Regions from separate parts of the Macaca mulatta genome. Here region 2 is linked to region 1. The links are chromatin contacts, called in public Hi-C maps. All regions are on one chromosome and are shown on one strand. Each heading gives the region's core, a stretch centred on a gene start, on an enhancer-like site or on the middle of the called end of the contact. The rest is flanking DNA. Distances are from core to core; before and after follow the strand shown.

Region 1 (4,122 bases), core at 1,293-3,792:
TCGCAGACAGCCTGGGACCTCAAGGACAAGCGGACGGCCAGCCCCACACTATGTCCCTGGTGAGTGTGTAGAGAACAGGTCAGCTTGCAATGGTTCCTGACTTGGATTTGTGTTCAAAGAATGAGGCTTTCCCTTTGTAGGACGGAGTCAGACCCTAGACCTCTGAAGGTCCAGCAGCCACACATAGGACTGAAGCTGTTGACCTAGGCCAGGACTCAAAGACCAGATTCCTAAAAGGAAGATAAGGTTAGACCAGCACTGGAAATTCCTAAATTCCAACTTGATACTTCCCAAAGAGTAAAAAAAATCTGAGAAATGCCACTCCCCCACCCTTCCCCTGACCCCCCATCTCTTATAGTCTGAGCGGGGTCTGAGTCCTAGGTGTATGGAAAAAGAGTGAAATTGACAGTGGTCAACTGGGGGTGTGGGAGAGACAGAGCTTCCAATTGTGCTGGGGACCTCAGGGGCTCCTAACCAGCCTCCCTCCCTCCCCTCCTGTCCCAGCTGAGGCCCCTTTGGCTCTTCGGTTGTCCCTGAGTTTGAAGGGTCTAGCTCCTTGCTGTCGTGTGCCCACTCCACTGTCAGCACAGATGCGGTGCCACTATAGTCCAAGAAAGGGGTCACGTGTGTTAGTGCACATATAGATATTTTTCAGACTAAGAAACCCAACTCGGCCGGGCGCTGTGGCTCACGCCTGTAATCCCAGTGCTTTGGGAGGCTGAGGCAGTCGGATCACGAGGTTAGGAGTTCGAGACCAGCCTGGCCAACATGGTCTCTACTAAAAATGCAAAAATTAGCTGGGCATGGGGGTGGGCACCTGTAATCCCAGCTACTCAGGAGGCTGAGGCAGGAGAATCGTTTGAACCCGGGAGTCGGAGGTTGCAGTGAGCCAAGATTGCACCATTGCACTCCAGCCTGGGTGACCAGAAGACAGGGTGAGACTCTGCCTCAAAAACAAAACAAAACAAAAAAACTCAACTCAGTTTTGGGGGGTGGAAGCAGGAAACCTTGCTGAAGCCTAGGATCCCACTTTTTTAGTGATTCCTACAGATTCAAGGCTAGACAAGAATACAAACATAAAATAAGGTACATATATTGTCTTTAAAGATTTTGCAAGAATCTGATGTAGAGATGGGGTGGAGGAAGTAAGGGTCAGTGACATTCAGCCCCATCACACAATGTTAATGCAGCTTGATGACCTGAGAAGCTACTTACATCAGATTGGAAAGTTTATCCCAGTGTGGATTTCTGAAAAAGCTGCGGAAATCTTAGAATGGCACATTCCCCAAAGCAGTACTTTTTTTCAAACCATGTGTTGTGACCCGTTAGTCGGTTATGGAACCAATTTAGTGGGTCATGGTCAACACTGGAAAAAAAAATCTGAGTGCATTAATATACATGTGGTGAGAATAAGTACTATTAGGTTAGCACAAAAGTAATTGCAGTTAAAATACTTTGAAAAAATCCTTTCAGTTGCATATATAACATATGTGTCCTGGGTCATGATATAAAATTGTATTTTACTGTGGGTGACTGCTGAGAAGCTGGAAAATCTCCATTCTACTGAATTCTCTACCCAGCACCTGCGCCGACTCTCAGTCCTCTCTAGCCAGGCTTCAGGGCAGTTACATCAGAGGGAAGACATCCCTCTCATCAGAAGCTGGTCTTGGAACCAAAAAACACACAAACCAACACAAAACCCAAGACCCACACAGTCACACTCAGGCACTTTTAGGGTGAGGAACTTTAACTTTCTGACCTGACTTCAAATGCTACTAAATGGGCTCAAACAGTAAAACTAGGAGAGGCAGAAAATGGGGCCTCCTGTTGGAGCTGGACTCCTCTTCCAGCCTCCTCCTAAGCCTGAGTTTCCAGTTTGGACTGGATTTGAGGATACGACTGGTCAGTAACTCCGGCTGGTGCCAGTGTGAGGACTTTCTCAGAGCAGTTGACCACCACGTGGCTGAGCCCTGATAACCCAGCAATCAGCTCACTGCCCACCTGAGGACAGAAGGTTTTACCAGCAAAGCACAAATGGCCAGGGGGCCTCACATGCCTGGGGAAGGGGAGGGAGAACCTCCGGTGCCCCTAGCTGGAAAATTCTGTCAATCATGAGCTATGGAAGCCATTCAACAGAGAAGCTGTGCTGACTGTTAACTGATTCAATAGTTTTTGAGTATTTTCTATAGACTTAGGACAAGACAAGAATACAAATATGTAATTAAGAATGGGCATTAGCTCTCTAGAACTTACACTGAGATGAGGGAGATAAAATGAAATTACACCTGAAAACAGTTATATACAAGTAAATAGAGCACTAAGCTGGGTGGGGGGAACAGAAACTGAGTCCTGTTTCTGGGTGGCAGCAGGGGAAGGCAAGCGGCCCCGGGTTGCAGGGGAACTGCACACCAGGGACAGCCCCCACGCCCTCATCCCTGACATCCTCTCTGATCTCATTGCAGACTCTCAGGCCGGGCAATGCAGTGCCGCTGCATCAACGCCTGGAAACTCGGTTACAGCTCGCCAGCTTGCTGGAATGGCCTGGAGGCAGAGCCTGCCCGAGGGACAGAGAAAGGGGACTGAATCCAACTGCCTGCTAAGTGATGGGGAAGGACTGCAGAGATCGGCCTGGCAGGGGGCCAGCGGGCTGGTCTCTGCAGATGCTGCGGTGTTTGATATGCAATATGTGCAGTTGGCAGCAGGAGCTGGGAGCCAGCCTGCACCCCTTGGCTTGGCTCTCGGTTTGTCAACCTGGCTTAAAAAAAGACAAGAACAGCCCAGGCCTCCTGCATTTGAAGGGAGGGGACAGATGGGCATCTTTAGGAGAAGGCAGCCTCCTTCCTCAAAAGTATAAGTAAAAGGCAGAACAGTGATCAGCACGATTTCATGTCCTGTTCTTGTCAGGCCTGACTGGGATATCACTGCCTAACCAGTGGGCCTGGACTGCTCCATTTCAGATACAGGCTGCGGTCCTGTGGCTGCCGGGCATCCCTGAAAGAAAAGAGTCGGCCAGTTGGCCAGACACAGAGAAGTTCACAGCCTCCACACCCCTTAGTGTCTGATGCCATGTTAGCTCACGGAATGAGGGCCCAGGCTGCTAATCACACCAACTGACCCTGACGGAGCAACGGAATGAGGGCCCAGGCTGCTAATCACACCAACTGACCCTGACGGAGCCCGCCAGGAAAGAACCCCACGTGCACCGCCTCTTCCAACCATGTGACCCCACGGAGGAGGGGCCACTCTTGCTCTCACTCCACAGCAGACTGGGTGGCTTGCAGAGGTAAGTGACCTGCCTAAGGTCACCCAAGTGCCAGGACTCCAGAGCCTTTATTTTGCTCACCTGTCCTTCCTCATTTGACCTGTCTGGTCCCTGAGCATGGCCCTTGCTACCCCTGGACCAACTGGAACCATGCTGCCATTCAAGTGTGGCCCTGGGCCTGGCAACGTGGCTCACGCCTGTAATCCCAGCACTTTGGGAGGGCGAGGTGGGTGGATCACTTGAGGTCAGGAGTTAGAGACCAGCCTGGCCAACATGGTGAAACCCTGTCTCTACTAAAAATACAAAAATTAGCTGGGCGTGGTGGTGCATACCTGTAATCCCAGCTACTCAGGAGGCTGAGGCAGGAGAATTGCTTGAACCCAGGAGGCTGAGGTTGCAGTGCGCTGAGATCGCACCACTGCACTACAGCTTGAGCAACAGAGTGAGACTCTCTCTCTCTATATATATAGAAAGTGTGGCCCTGGACTGGCAGCCCAGCATCTTCCCTCAGCTTGCTGGAAATGCAGACTCTCAGGCCCCAGACCTGCTGCCTGGGAATCAACTGAAAAAGTTCCCCAAATGATTCTGATGCACACCCCCCGAGAAACAGCTAAAAGGGACTGCATCCCTCTGAGCTGCTTCTGGGAAAATTCTAGTTTTGGGGAAACAGCGGTGTTCCCCTGTAGCTATGCTCCCCAGGAGAAGAGGAGCCCTTGAAGGGGCTGTGTCCAAGAAGTGGGGCAGGGCCTGCTCTCAGCCATGACAGACCTCACGTGGAAAAGACACCACCTTGCTGAGCCCACACCACCTCCCCGTGCTTCTCAAACACCTGCACTTACTATTTCAAGGCAGATGAAATG
Region 2 (3,997 bases), core at 428-2,927, 41 kb after region 1:
CGTGCATCCCCAACAAAAAGAGTGCTGGTATCAGTAATCACTTCTGCCGCTAGGAAATGGATCACGGGCTCTTCTCTGGAGTGGGGCCTTCTTCCTTCTCAAGCCGTTGTCACAGACCCCCCTTTGTAGTTTGGTATGAAGCCCCATTCCTCTGTAGTCTTTGTCTCCCACTGTGTGAGAAACCCAGATCAACTTCCAAAGTGCCCTCCCCTGAAATCAGACCTCTCAACCTCCCAAGGACCTAAAACAGTGTAGGCCTGATTCCTGCTTAGAAATATTTTCTTGAAGGGGAGGGGAAGTAGGAGAGGAAGAAGGGGTATGAGATACAGGGGTGTGTGTGTGTGTCAATTACTGATAGGAATTCACATTCCGGAAAACAAGCCACCAAACCAACTCGGGTTCAAGGTTTCGGGTTTATGACGGCAAGCCTCTTTGTTTTGTAAAACTGCTATATTCACTAGCATCACCCCAAAAACCATATGGGAGTCAGATGTCTGCTTAACAGCCTCAGGTCAAGAAAAACCCTTCAGGTTTCCAAATTGGTGACTACCCTCTACCTAGGGTTCTGGAATATTTTTTTCAAGAAGTCTCAATCCGGGTAGCAGCTGTCAGAATTCCCCCCACCCCCCAGTACTATTCATATCGCGGCTCTGATTGCTAATGTTTTTACTCACAAAGTTCCCTGTAGCAATTAAAATGAGGCAGCAGGGTAAAACAAAAAGAGACTGGGTGGCTTGACCATAATGCAGCCTGTAAGCTAGTGAACTTCTTGGGTTCGGCTGGGATTTTCACCTCTATCTTTGTTTTGGAATGCCCACAACCCCTCCCTGCATGGACCCGGCACGGCCTTCATTTCTGGATGCACAACGCAGCACCGAGCTCCTTGGGGGTCAGCAAAACGCCGCACTGGTGTAATGCCGAACGCGCCCCAGGGCCTGAGGAGTCCCCACGGGAGTCGGTCCACGTTTCCAAATCTCGAGGTCGACACCACAGCGTAGCATGGCTTAGAAGTCCCCTCAAGTCGGGAAGCCCAGCGCCCGCCCGGTCCCGGGCCAGCAGTGCCCGGCTGGTGTGTGCGCCCAGAGCTGCTGCAATGACTTTGCATGGAGTGTACCCTCCACTGGGGCTGTCCTCCTGCCTCGGCCACTGCAGTGGCACCGCTCCGGGCAGGGCCCCGATGCGGTCCCTCCCTGGCCTCGGCCCGGCCGCCGACCCCCTGCCTCCCGCGCCGCCCAGCCCCCGCCCGCCGCACCTTGGTCTCCTTCACATGCTGCTTGACGCCCTCCGGGTACCACTGGACGCGCACGTAGCCGCGGCGCAGCGGGCTGGCCCGGCCCTCCTCGTGGCCCGCGCCCCCGGCCTCGGAGCACCCCGAGCTGCCGCGGCCCTCCTCCTCGCCCTCCGAGTCCGAGTCCTCGCCGTGGATGAGGCGCACCAGCCCGAAGTGCACGGAGCCCCGGTAACGGCCCGACACCAGGTCGTGAGAAAACAGCAGGCGCTGCGAGCCGGCTTCGGGGCCGGAGTCCGAGGACGGCCCAGAGGCCGAGTCCGAGGCGGGCGCCGGCGCCGGGACAGGGGCTGCGGCTGGGGCCGGGATCGCCTCCGGGGCTGGAGCCGGGGCCTGGGCGGGAGCAGGAGCTGCGGGCGTGGGGGCTGCGGGATCCGCCATAACTGCTCTGCGCGAGTCCCGGGCGGCGGCGGCAGCAGCGGCGGCGAACGAGGCGCGGGGAGGCGGGACCAGCGGGCGCCGGGGGCGGGGCCATGGCGCGCTGACGTGTCCCTGCGTGGCGCCGTCGTCAGGGAGCCGGGATGCAGTTGCTAGGAGCCACCGCCTCGTCGCTAGGGGACGCTGAAGATGCCGCGGGGGGCGGGGGCAGAATGGAATCCACTAAGTGGGGTCGAGGCCAGACAGGATTAAACTAAAGGGAAAGAGAAGGGGCGGGCCGGGAGGAGGAAGTGGAGTGGCCACCGAGGCAGAGGGGAGTGGTCGGGGTGAGGCACAGGATGGTGGAGAGCCTGTCAACAACTTTTGATGAGCTCCCTTGGCGTCCTAGCCTAGTCCCCAGGCACTGCGAGGGTTGCAGAAAGAGAAAGATACTGTCCCTGTCCTCGAGGTGTTTCCAGTCTAGTTGGGGAGACAAAACAAATACACATTAAATAGATAAAAAACAACCCCAACTTGTAAGGCTATAATAGATGTGTATAGAGCATATGTATAATGCACCGTATTCGGGAATTCCAAGCAGTTTGGAACGTCATAACCCCTCAGGAATTGACCCAGGAACTGGTGAAGGAGGCCCAGAGAAAGGGAACAAAAGGATCAGTGGCCCCAATGGTTTGGGTATAGATCCATTTAGATGAGTTCAAAGCTCCCTGAAGCCAAGAATGAATGGCAAGAGGTAGTATAGTGAGGTAGCTAAGAGTGGGGGCCATGGATTCCAATTTTTGGCATTGCCACTTACTAATCTGTAAAAATAGGCACACTGATTAACTTAGTTTCACCTTAATTTTCTCATCTGTGAAATAGGGATGATAATAGCAGTACTCATCTCACTGGGCAATTGGGAGGATTACATGAAGTAGAACAGTGCCTGGCATTTAGCTCCTTCAATAAGCTTAACCATTGTACTATTTCCAACCCCCCTGCCTGGATTAAATTCCAGACTGGCAGAACTGTTATGGTCTGCTCCAAATTGTCATTTTAAAATATAAAAAGGAGTCCGGGCGCGGCAGCTCACTCCTGTAATTCCAGCACTTTGGGAGGCCGAGGTGGACGGATCACGAGGTCAAGAGATCAGACCATCCTGGCCAACATGGAGAAACTGCGTGTCTACTAAAAATACAAAAAAAAATTAATTTAATTTAATTTAATTTAATTTAAAAATAGCTGGGCGTGGTGGCGTGTGCCTGTAGTCCCAGCTACTCAGGAGGCTGAGGCAGGCGAATAGCTTGCATCTGGGAGGCTGAGGTTGCAGTGAGCCCAGATTAAGCCACTGCGCTCCACCCTGGGCAACAGAGTGAGACTCTGTCTCAAAATAAATAAATAAATAAAATATAAAAAGTAACTCTAGGGCCGGGCGCAGGTGGCTCATGCCTGTAATCCCAGCACTTTGGGAGGCAGAAGTGGATGGATCACCTAAGGTCAGGAGTTCGAGACTGGCCTGGCCAACATGGTGAAACCCCTTCTCTACTAAAAGTAGAAAAATTAGCTGGGCATGGTGGCATGTGCCTGTAGTCCCAGCTACTTGGGAGGCTGAGGCAGGAGAATTGCTTGAATCTGGGAGGCGGAAGTTTCAGTGAGCTAAGATCATGCCACTGCACTCCAGCCTGGGCAATAGAGTGAGACTCCGCCTCAAAAAAAAAAAAAATTAGCTGGGTGTGGTGGCACGTGCCTGTAATCGCAGCTACTCAGGAGGCTAAGGCAAGAGAATCGCTTGAACCCAGGAGGTGGAGGTTGCAGTGAGCCGAGATCATGCCACTAAACTCCAGCCTGGGCGACAGAGCAGGACTCTGTCTCAAAAAAAAAAAAGACTGGACACGGTGGCTCATGCCTGTAATCCCAGCACTTTGGGAGGCCGAGGCAGGTGGATCACGAGGTCAGGAGTTCAAGACCAGCCTGGCCAAGATGGTGAAACCCTGTCTCTACTAAAAATACAAAAATTAGCCGGCGCAGTGGCAGGCGCCTGTAATCCCAGCTACTTGGAAGGCTGAGGCAGGAGAATCACTTGAACCCGGGGAGCAGAGGTTGCAGTGAGCCTTGATTGCACCACTGCACTGCACTCCAGCCTGGGCAACAGAGTGAGATTCCGTCTCAAAAAAAAGAAAAGTAACTCTAGGCTGGGTGCAGTGGCTCACACCTGAAATCTCAACATTTTGGGAGGCTGAGGCGAGTGGATTAGTTGAGGTCAGGAGTTCAAAACTGGCCTGGATGGGCGCGGTGGCTCAAGCCTGTAATCCCAGCACTTTGGGAGGCCGAGACGGGTGGATCACGAGGTCA

The links. Hi-C and Micro-C count contacts between places; a contact is called where the count stands out from the background.
Region 2: a Hi-C map of fetal cortex germinal zone shows a contact between it and region 1, with 1.9 times the contacts expected there. The contact joins the promoter of UBE2O here to the enhancer-like site in region 1. A contact is called at or near these places in 5 of 14 Hi-C or Micro-C datasets (blood, cortical neurons, fetal cortex germinal zone and 2 more).

Annotation. Positions count from the first base shown.
Region 1 is chr16:86,161,804-86,165,925 of T2T-MMU8v2.0, forward strand. The region is part of intron 1 of UBE2O (ubiquitin conjugating enzyme E2 O); the gene reads right to left. Among named protein-coding and RNA genes, the nearest start is that of SPHK1, 32 kb to the left of the region's middle. Within about 2 kb of position 2,543, at least 14 of the 40 cell types and tissues checked have an H3K27ac peak or open chromatin away from gene starts, as enhancers often do. A contact at or near this core is called in fetal cortex germinal zone, where this site is marked.
Region 2 is chr16:86,203,806-86,207,802 of T2T-MMU8v2.0, forward strand. It overlaps UBE2O (ubiquitin conjugating enzyme E2 O), which reads right to left and starts at 1,678. Exons shown (of 18, transcript XM_077972831.1): 1 at 1,253-1,678. The coding sequence starts at 1,669. It overlaps LOC144335966 (a long non-coding RNA gene), which reads left to right. Exons shown (of 2, transcript XR_013407301.1): 2 at 588-1,230.